2 separate regions of the Mus musculus genome follow, and region 1 is linked to region 2. A link is a contact called in public HiChIP or PLAC-seq data. All regions are on one chromosome and are shown on one strand. Each heading gives the region's core, a stretch centred on a gene start, on an enhancer-like site or on the middle of the called end of the contact. The rest is flanking DNA. Distances are from core to core; before and after follow the strand shown. Region 1 holds the start of 1700042G15Rik (RIKEN cDNA 1700042G15 gene). Region 2 holds the start of Ptpn3 (protein tyrosine phosphatase, non-receptor type 3).

Region 1 (3,265 bases), core at 377-2,876, 64 kb before region 2:
TCCTGCCAGTAAACAACTTAGCAGGAGGAAAGGCTAGGAGCTTCAAAGTCTCCATCCGTGGGTCTTGGCCCTGTGGCACCACAATACATCATGACGGGAGACAAGGCAGGGGAGGCCTAGCCACTATACCACACCCAGGAGATGAAGAGAGAGACAGGGGCTGGCGAGATGGCTCAGCAGGACAAGCTCCTTGTTGCTAAGTATGATCCAAAAGTGATCCCCAGAGCCACACTGTGGAAGAAATGAACTGAAGAACTGATTCCTGCAAACTGTCCTCTGACCTACACACACACACACACACACACACACACACACACACACATACACACATACACACACACACATACACACATACACACACACCACACACACACACTACACACACACACACATACACACACACTACACACACACATACACACACACACACACACACTACACACACACATACACACATACACACACACTACACACACACATACACACATACACACACACATATACACACACACATACACACACACACATACACACACACATATACACACACACATACACACACATATACACACACACATACTCATACACACATACACACACATACACACACACATATACACACAAACACATACATACATACACACACACACACACTACACAATACATACTGCACACTATCAATTGATGTAATAAAAAAAATTAAGATCTTCTGAGAAAAAAGAAACAAGCTTGTCTCTCACCCCAAATGTACAGAAATAAACCTAATGTCTACTATGAATACCCAGCTGAGTCCACACAGCTACTATGGAGCCCAGTGTAAAATAGAGCCCAGTGTAACTTTCTTCCCTGACAGTCTGTGACTGGTTGCAAGGTTTGGAGGAAATGCAGCTATGTCACAGCTGTCGTCGTTTCTCCAGGGATAGACTGAGGTCTTTATTAAAGCTGGCATGCCCTACAGGCTACCAGGAAAGTCAAGTTCCTCAGAGAGAGCTCCCCAGAACAGGGTTTCTCAGAAGGAGTTCAGCCACCCCGAGAAGCAGGTAGAGAGGAGTAGCTGGGAGTCTGTGGGGCAGATGTCCCAGGATCACCCAGTGTGTCCTGAAACAGACCACAACAATGCTTTAACTGCCCTGAAAGACCACAGGCACATATACCAGATCAGAGGCCAGCCAGACTTAATGTTTCAGGAGACTAGCTAGAAGGAACAGAAAGATTATTCATTTCATTGCTAAGTATGTTCTCTGTTTATAAGTGTGGTGTGGTGTGTGTGTGTGTGTGTGTGTATCAAAAAGCACATGGGTACTAAAACTAAAGAGTGGGTAGAAAAGTAATTAAGGATGCAGAGAATCTTTTAGGATGCTAAAAACAGTCCTTAAATTGATCATATAGATGATATAAAGATAGAAGATACATAAGTATATCAAAACCCACCAAATGCATGTATAAATGGGTGTGCTTTCATACATGTTATACTTCACATATTTATCACAGAAGCATGTCTATAGGGATTTCTAGTGAAAAAAAAATTCCCTTGGAGGGTTCATACAGTTGCTGTCCGTTGGCACTGGACCATAGAATGTGATGGCATCACCAGTGATGTCAGAGAAGCCTTTTGGCTGGACTCTAGTGACAGTTTGACTCCTCAACAGTCATACTGGTGGCAGGAGCACAGAGCAGTGCCTCTTGATTGCTGGTTCAGGGGGAATGACCCCAAGCATTTGAGGAGAGGAGAGCCTGTGGTCAGCTGTTTCGTTTTGGGGTTCTTCCTGGCCCTTAGAAGACCGAGATGTGCCCGACTGCACAGAAGACGAAGTTGAAGTCACTCTTCTAGAAACTGCCTGGTGCAGATGCCATGGTGACAGATATGAAAAGGATGGGCCTTTGGTAAGAATATAGCCTCTTCCAGGCAGAGGCTCTGATCTAGCAGCTAAATCCAGCTAGAAGTGAGGACTCAGGCCATACAGGTAGAAAAGAACCTGGGTACAGGAGAGGTTTGTAGGTCCTGGCCACCTTCTGATACCTATGACCACAGGAGATTAGAAAAGTTGCCTCAGAATCAAACTCCCTTTCCTAAGGAGGAAAGGGAATCCTGAGCATTGATGATGAAAATTTTCAAACAAAACCTGAGTTCAAATTTTTTTTTCTCTTCTATTTATTAGCCAGGTCAAGGTCAAGGAGGGCTTAAAGCTTGTTTGGGGCCTCCATTTCTTTGTCTGTTAAAATAGGTACAGTGGCCCCTGTGTTACGGGGTTGGCTGGAGAGTTACATAAGACAGTTCTACCACCTCCTGGATGTTCTCAGAGGGAGCACACACTGTACCCCGCCGGGCCTCACTCTGGCCTTTGCTTTTAAGAGAGTGCATTGCGATGTGCATTCTGGCCTCGTACTACCTTGTCTGTGATGTAACTGAAGGAACAGACAGAGTAGTTTTCTTACTCTGCAGCTGGAGGGAGGAGTGGGGCAGCCTGCTGTAGTAATAGTGCTGGTGACTTTCTAACCTACCTTTGTGTGGGTTTGCCTGTACATTTGTGCACATATACATGTGTGCAGGTCTGTGTGTGTACCAGAGGCTACCCTTAGGTGTTCTTCCTCAGGACTCTTGTATACCTTGTTCATTTGTTTGAGAAATAAGCTAGGACCTGCCCGCCTCTACCTCCCTGGTACTAGGATTGCAAGGAAGTACCACTATACCTGGCTTTTACGTTTTGGTTTCTCGTTTGGTTGACTGGTTTGGTTTGGGGTTTTAACTTAGGTTCTGGGGGCTAAACTCTGGTCCTTGTGTTCACCGGCTGAGCCATCTCCCCAGCCTCCGTACCACTCTCTTCAGAAGCAGCCAAGAGGAGGGACACGAGGCAACAATTTTCTCCACAACCAACACCCACTAGAGGACTGTAGAGCAGAGCCTGCCACCACTTCCTTCCCAGAACCTTCTCATTGTGTGGGAAGCGGGGACAAACGGGGAAGATTAAAGATGGAGATCTTCCGGCCAGACCTAGAGGGCAGAGTGCAGGTGGGGCAGGGTCACAAGGAGCTGGTATGCTGGGCCCGAGGCTTTATCATAGATGTTTATTCTTCCCAGGTGACCTCGCTACGCCCATTCCAAGGCCACTCCACCCAGGGTGGTGCTCAGGAGCCAGAAGTAGCTTAGTCTCTGGTTGCTATTTACTTCCTCCACATTTGGCTTTGTACTATAAAGCAGCTCCAGGGAGCTGGGGAGGTGAATCTTTGTTTGAGCCCTGGCTTCTCTTGCGCAGACGTTCATCTC
Region 2 (3,424 bases), core at 593-3,092:
TCCCCCGGATCCAAGCGTAGGCATTTGTATTATTTAGGGCACAGAGAGCGCAAGGCTTTGGTAGCAGATCACACAGCAGCTGGTAGAGGACACTGTGTTCAGTCAGCTGTCTCTGAATTTCAAGTCTTCCCACCATGCTTGGGGGAGGAGGGTGACCCAGTACTCCCTGCAGGGAAGTAGAAGACTGACGGCCAGGTGGGACTCAGTGGGCAGCTTCGCCAATCCCTCTGGGGGTTCTTCCTTCCGGACGCTGGGCTCCCATGGCTCCGAGCATGCCCAGTGCTCTCCCCGCCACTCCGAAAAGTGCTGCCCTGGCGCCCGAGCTCCAGGTTTTGCGTGCGATCCTAGGCGGGGCCAGGACAGTGCAACCCCTAGGACTCCGGGCTCTGTAGGAATTCCCCGGACGCGAGGTTCTGGCGGCGCCTGCAGCGGTGCACTACCTTGGGACAGAGACCGGGATCTAAGCCAGGAAGTCAGGCACGGCTGAGGGTCTCGTGGTGACATGGGAACAAAAGGTTCTCGGGATATCTAGCACCCAGGTCCGACCATAGAATCCTAACCATCTCTCCATCCTTTTGTTATCATATTCATTCAACAAAACGTTTTTAGTTCTTACTGGAAGCCAAGCGTCGTTTAGAGGCTGGGTCTCTTGAGAGGCGGAGTTACCGAGCTGACACAGAGGGGAGGTACTCCTTAAGGGGGAAATCTAAGTCGCGAGAGACAGCCGGCAACATACTCCAGCAGCCCCTCCGCTCGCCCTTCCGTTTCACGGGCACAAAGCTTGCGCTCGTTTTGTTTTGAGGTTTTTTTGTTTTTGTTTTTGTTTTGTTTTTGCACCGGCTTTATCGTCCCAAGAAAGCTTCCTTGTTTAGCTGCGTGACTGAATGGTATTTGTCACCTGATCTGGTTGTTCCACCAGCTCTCACCGGGCCACCCCCTATCTTTCTTGCCTGGCTCCTTTCCCCTGTTCTTAGAATTTATCACCTAATACCCTGCGTTGTTTACGGACCTGTTGTTTGTTGCGAGAAAGTCCCTTCTAAACTCCCAACAAGGGGCAGAGATTTTGTCTATATATTAAGTGTGAAGAACGTAAGTAACTGTTGAATGGATAAGTGATACATGCTTGGAGTGCGGTAATGGACTTGGAGAGGGAGCAAGAGGTCAGGGCTAATTTAGAAAGGTAGCCAGAAAGGTCTCTCCTACAAGAGGCACCTGAATGGTGAGAGGGCTCGAAACACCAGCAAAGCAGGGCAAAAGACGTCCTACCTCGAGGGAAAGGCAGTGTAAAGGTCTCCAGGCGGGTCAAGTTCAGAGGGTATGATGGGGAGGAAGGTGCAGTCGGAGCGCAGGAAGACAGGTGTGGGAGGAGGCGGAAGAGGCCGGCTGGAACGCCCGCCACTAGGGGCCCTATAGGCTTTGGGAAGGGCTAACCTGCCTGGTGTCCTAGGACCAGCAAAGGAGCCCTGCGACCCCCAACTCAGCCACGGAGCCGCTGGAGTCAGCGAGACCCCCAACTCAGCCACGAAGCCACCGCGCAAGGCTCGCTGTCATTTCAGATTCGTTGAGCGCCAAGCCCTTGCCATTCTTAGGCATGCAATCCGGGAAAGCCAGGCACACAGTAGGTGTTCAATAAATGCTAAAAGCACGAATGGCTGCGTGCGTGAGCCAGGGGACCTGGAGGTCTGCGGGAGTTTGGCAGGTGGTCTGCGGAGGCCAGTGGCAGCGTCCCACGAGTTTGCCCCGGGCCCGCCCCTGTCCCGGGTCCCCCGCCCCGCGCGCGGGCCCGTCGCGGCCACAGCCGGGCCGGCGGGAGCCGCCCGCGGGCTGCACTGGGCATGCTCAGACGGCGGCCAGGTCGCGGCGCGAGCGAGCTTCAGTGCCGCCCGCCCGCGCGACCTACCTGGGCGCCCCGCGCCCCCGGATGCTGCAGGTATGGGAGACTGGGTCCTCTGCGGGGAGGGTCGGAGCGCGGGCTGCTGCGATCGCGGACACGCGGGGCTTACCCAACCCCCACCCGGTCCGGGGCTCGGCGGACACGCGGGAGGACTAGCGGTTGAGCTGGTAGCCCCAGGTCTCCGCGCCACGTCGGGCATCCGGGGGGCGCAGGCCCGGATCACCTGGCGGGGCTGGGGCGGGGCGCGGGCGTGGGCGGCAAAAGGCTGGGCGTTCTGGACGCAGCGGCGCGGGCGTGGGCGTGCGCTCCAGTCTGGCCGAGCCCTGGGCTTGGCGCCGAGGTATCCGCAGCCCGGCAGAGGGGGCGCACCGCTGCGGGGATCCAGCTCTCCGCGGTCCCCGAAGCTCAGCCACCCGGGGCGAATTCCCCTTCAGATTGCAAAGATGGCATTTCCTGGGCCTGGCACGAACTCCAGTGCCAAACCAATCCGCCCCGTTCCGCGGGCGACCGGGGTGGCTTCTCTGGTAACTTGCGGTGTGACACTGCTGCGTTGTGCAGGGAGAGAGCGCGCCCGGAAACCCCCGCCCCCGGTTGCTGCCTCCTAAACTTATTACGAACTTGAGGGTTGCCTTTAAAAAATTCATGAGAAGTTAAGATAACTTGACACCTGGGTGTTCCGTGAAGGTACAGGGAACTTGTGGTTGGGAAACTCTAGACCTAGGTTCAAGTTGGGCTCTTCCCCTTGGCCAGCTGGTGACCTTGGACGAGTCGTTTAACCTCTCTGATCCTCCATTTCCTCCACTGCACGCAGGCAGCAATAATGCCCACCTCGCCTGGTTGGTGGTGGATTAAGTAGGATAAATGGTGTGGAGGTGTTTGGCTCCGTGCCCGGCATAAAGCAAGCGAGCAGTTGGCGTGATGTGATTTTAATTCAGTTAGAGACCCTCATGGCTCCCATTTTGTCAGGAAGGTAGAATTAGGCAGTCATTTTCTGGGTCTGTGTTTGTGCCCAGGAGAACGTCTGCTGAGGCTTTGAAAAAAGCAACTCCACAGAGCGGTGGTGAGCTGCTCTTGTTTAATGGCAGTCTTTGTGAGTTCCGAAACTCCAGAAGTTGACACTCGGGCCTCACAGAAAGAACTATTTTTGCAAGATGATCCATCTTGCAAATGTCGAAGCGGATGAATTGGAAATCCTGGTTGGGAAAAAGATGCATATTCTGCAAAGCTCTCATGCTTAACCTTATGTTTTTGGATTGGGGAGCGGGGGTCTCTTAGCTTCTCACAGCGGGTTTGATCGTTCTTTGTGGTGGCTGCTCCTTGTGCATTACAGAGTGCCCAAAAGCCTCTGCTCAGTAGGTTCCAGTAGCAGCCTGCTTCCGACCGTGCCTACCAGGAATGCCTCTATATAGTGTCTGGGTTGAAGTGCCTCACCACCTCCACCCCTCCCCCACCCCACCCCCCGTGTCGTCCCTCTTTCCCCTTTTAGTAGAATTAACTGAGTGAGATAGCCTCCGCCTTCTGTGTAACCTA

Evidence for each region. HiChIP or PLAC-seq counts read pairs in DNA pulled down with a chosen protein or histone mark.
Region 1: a contact with region 2 is called in an H3K27ac HiChIP or PLAC-seq map of embryonic stem cells, with 6 read pairs. The contact joins the promoter of 1700042G15Rik here to the promoter of Ptpn3 in region 2. A contact is called at or near these places in 2 of 115 datasets of contacts at active chromatin or transcription factors (both in embryonic stem cells) and 2 of 9 other capture datasets (adipose tissue and pancreatic islet).

Annotation. Positions count from the first base shown.
Region 1 is chr4:57,362,653-57,365,917 of GRCm38.p6, reverse strand. 1700042G15Rik (RIKEN cDNA 1700042G15 gene) reads left to right here and starts at 1,626. Exons shown (of 3, transcript NR_038179.1): 1 at 1,626-1,884.
Region 2 is chr4:57,298,787-57,302,210 of GRCm38.p6, reverse strand. Ptpn3 (protein tyrosine phosphatase, non-receptor type 3) reads left to right here and starts at 1,842. Exons shown (of 26, transcript NM_001384115.1): 1 at 1,842-1,930. It overlaps Gm12536 (a long non-coding RNA gene), which reads right to left and starts at 2,472. Exons shown (of 3, transcript XR_003955208.1): 1 at 1,901-2,472; 2 at 1-440.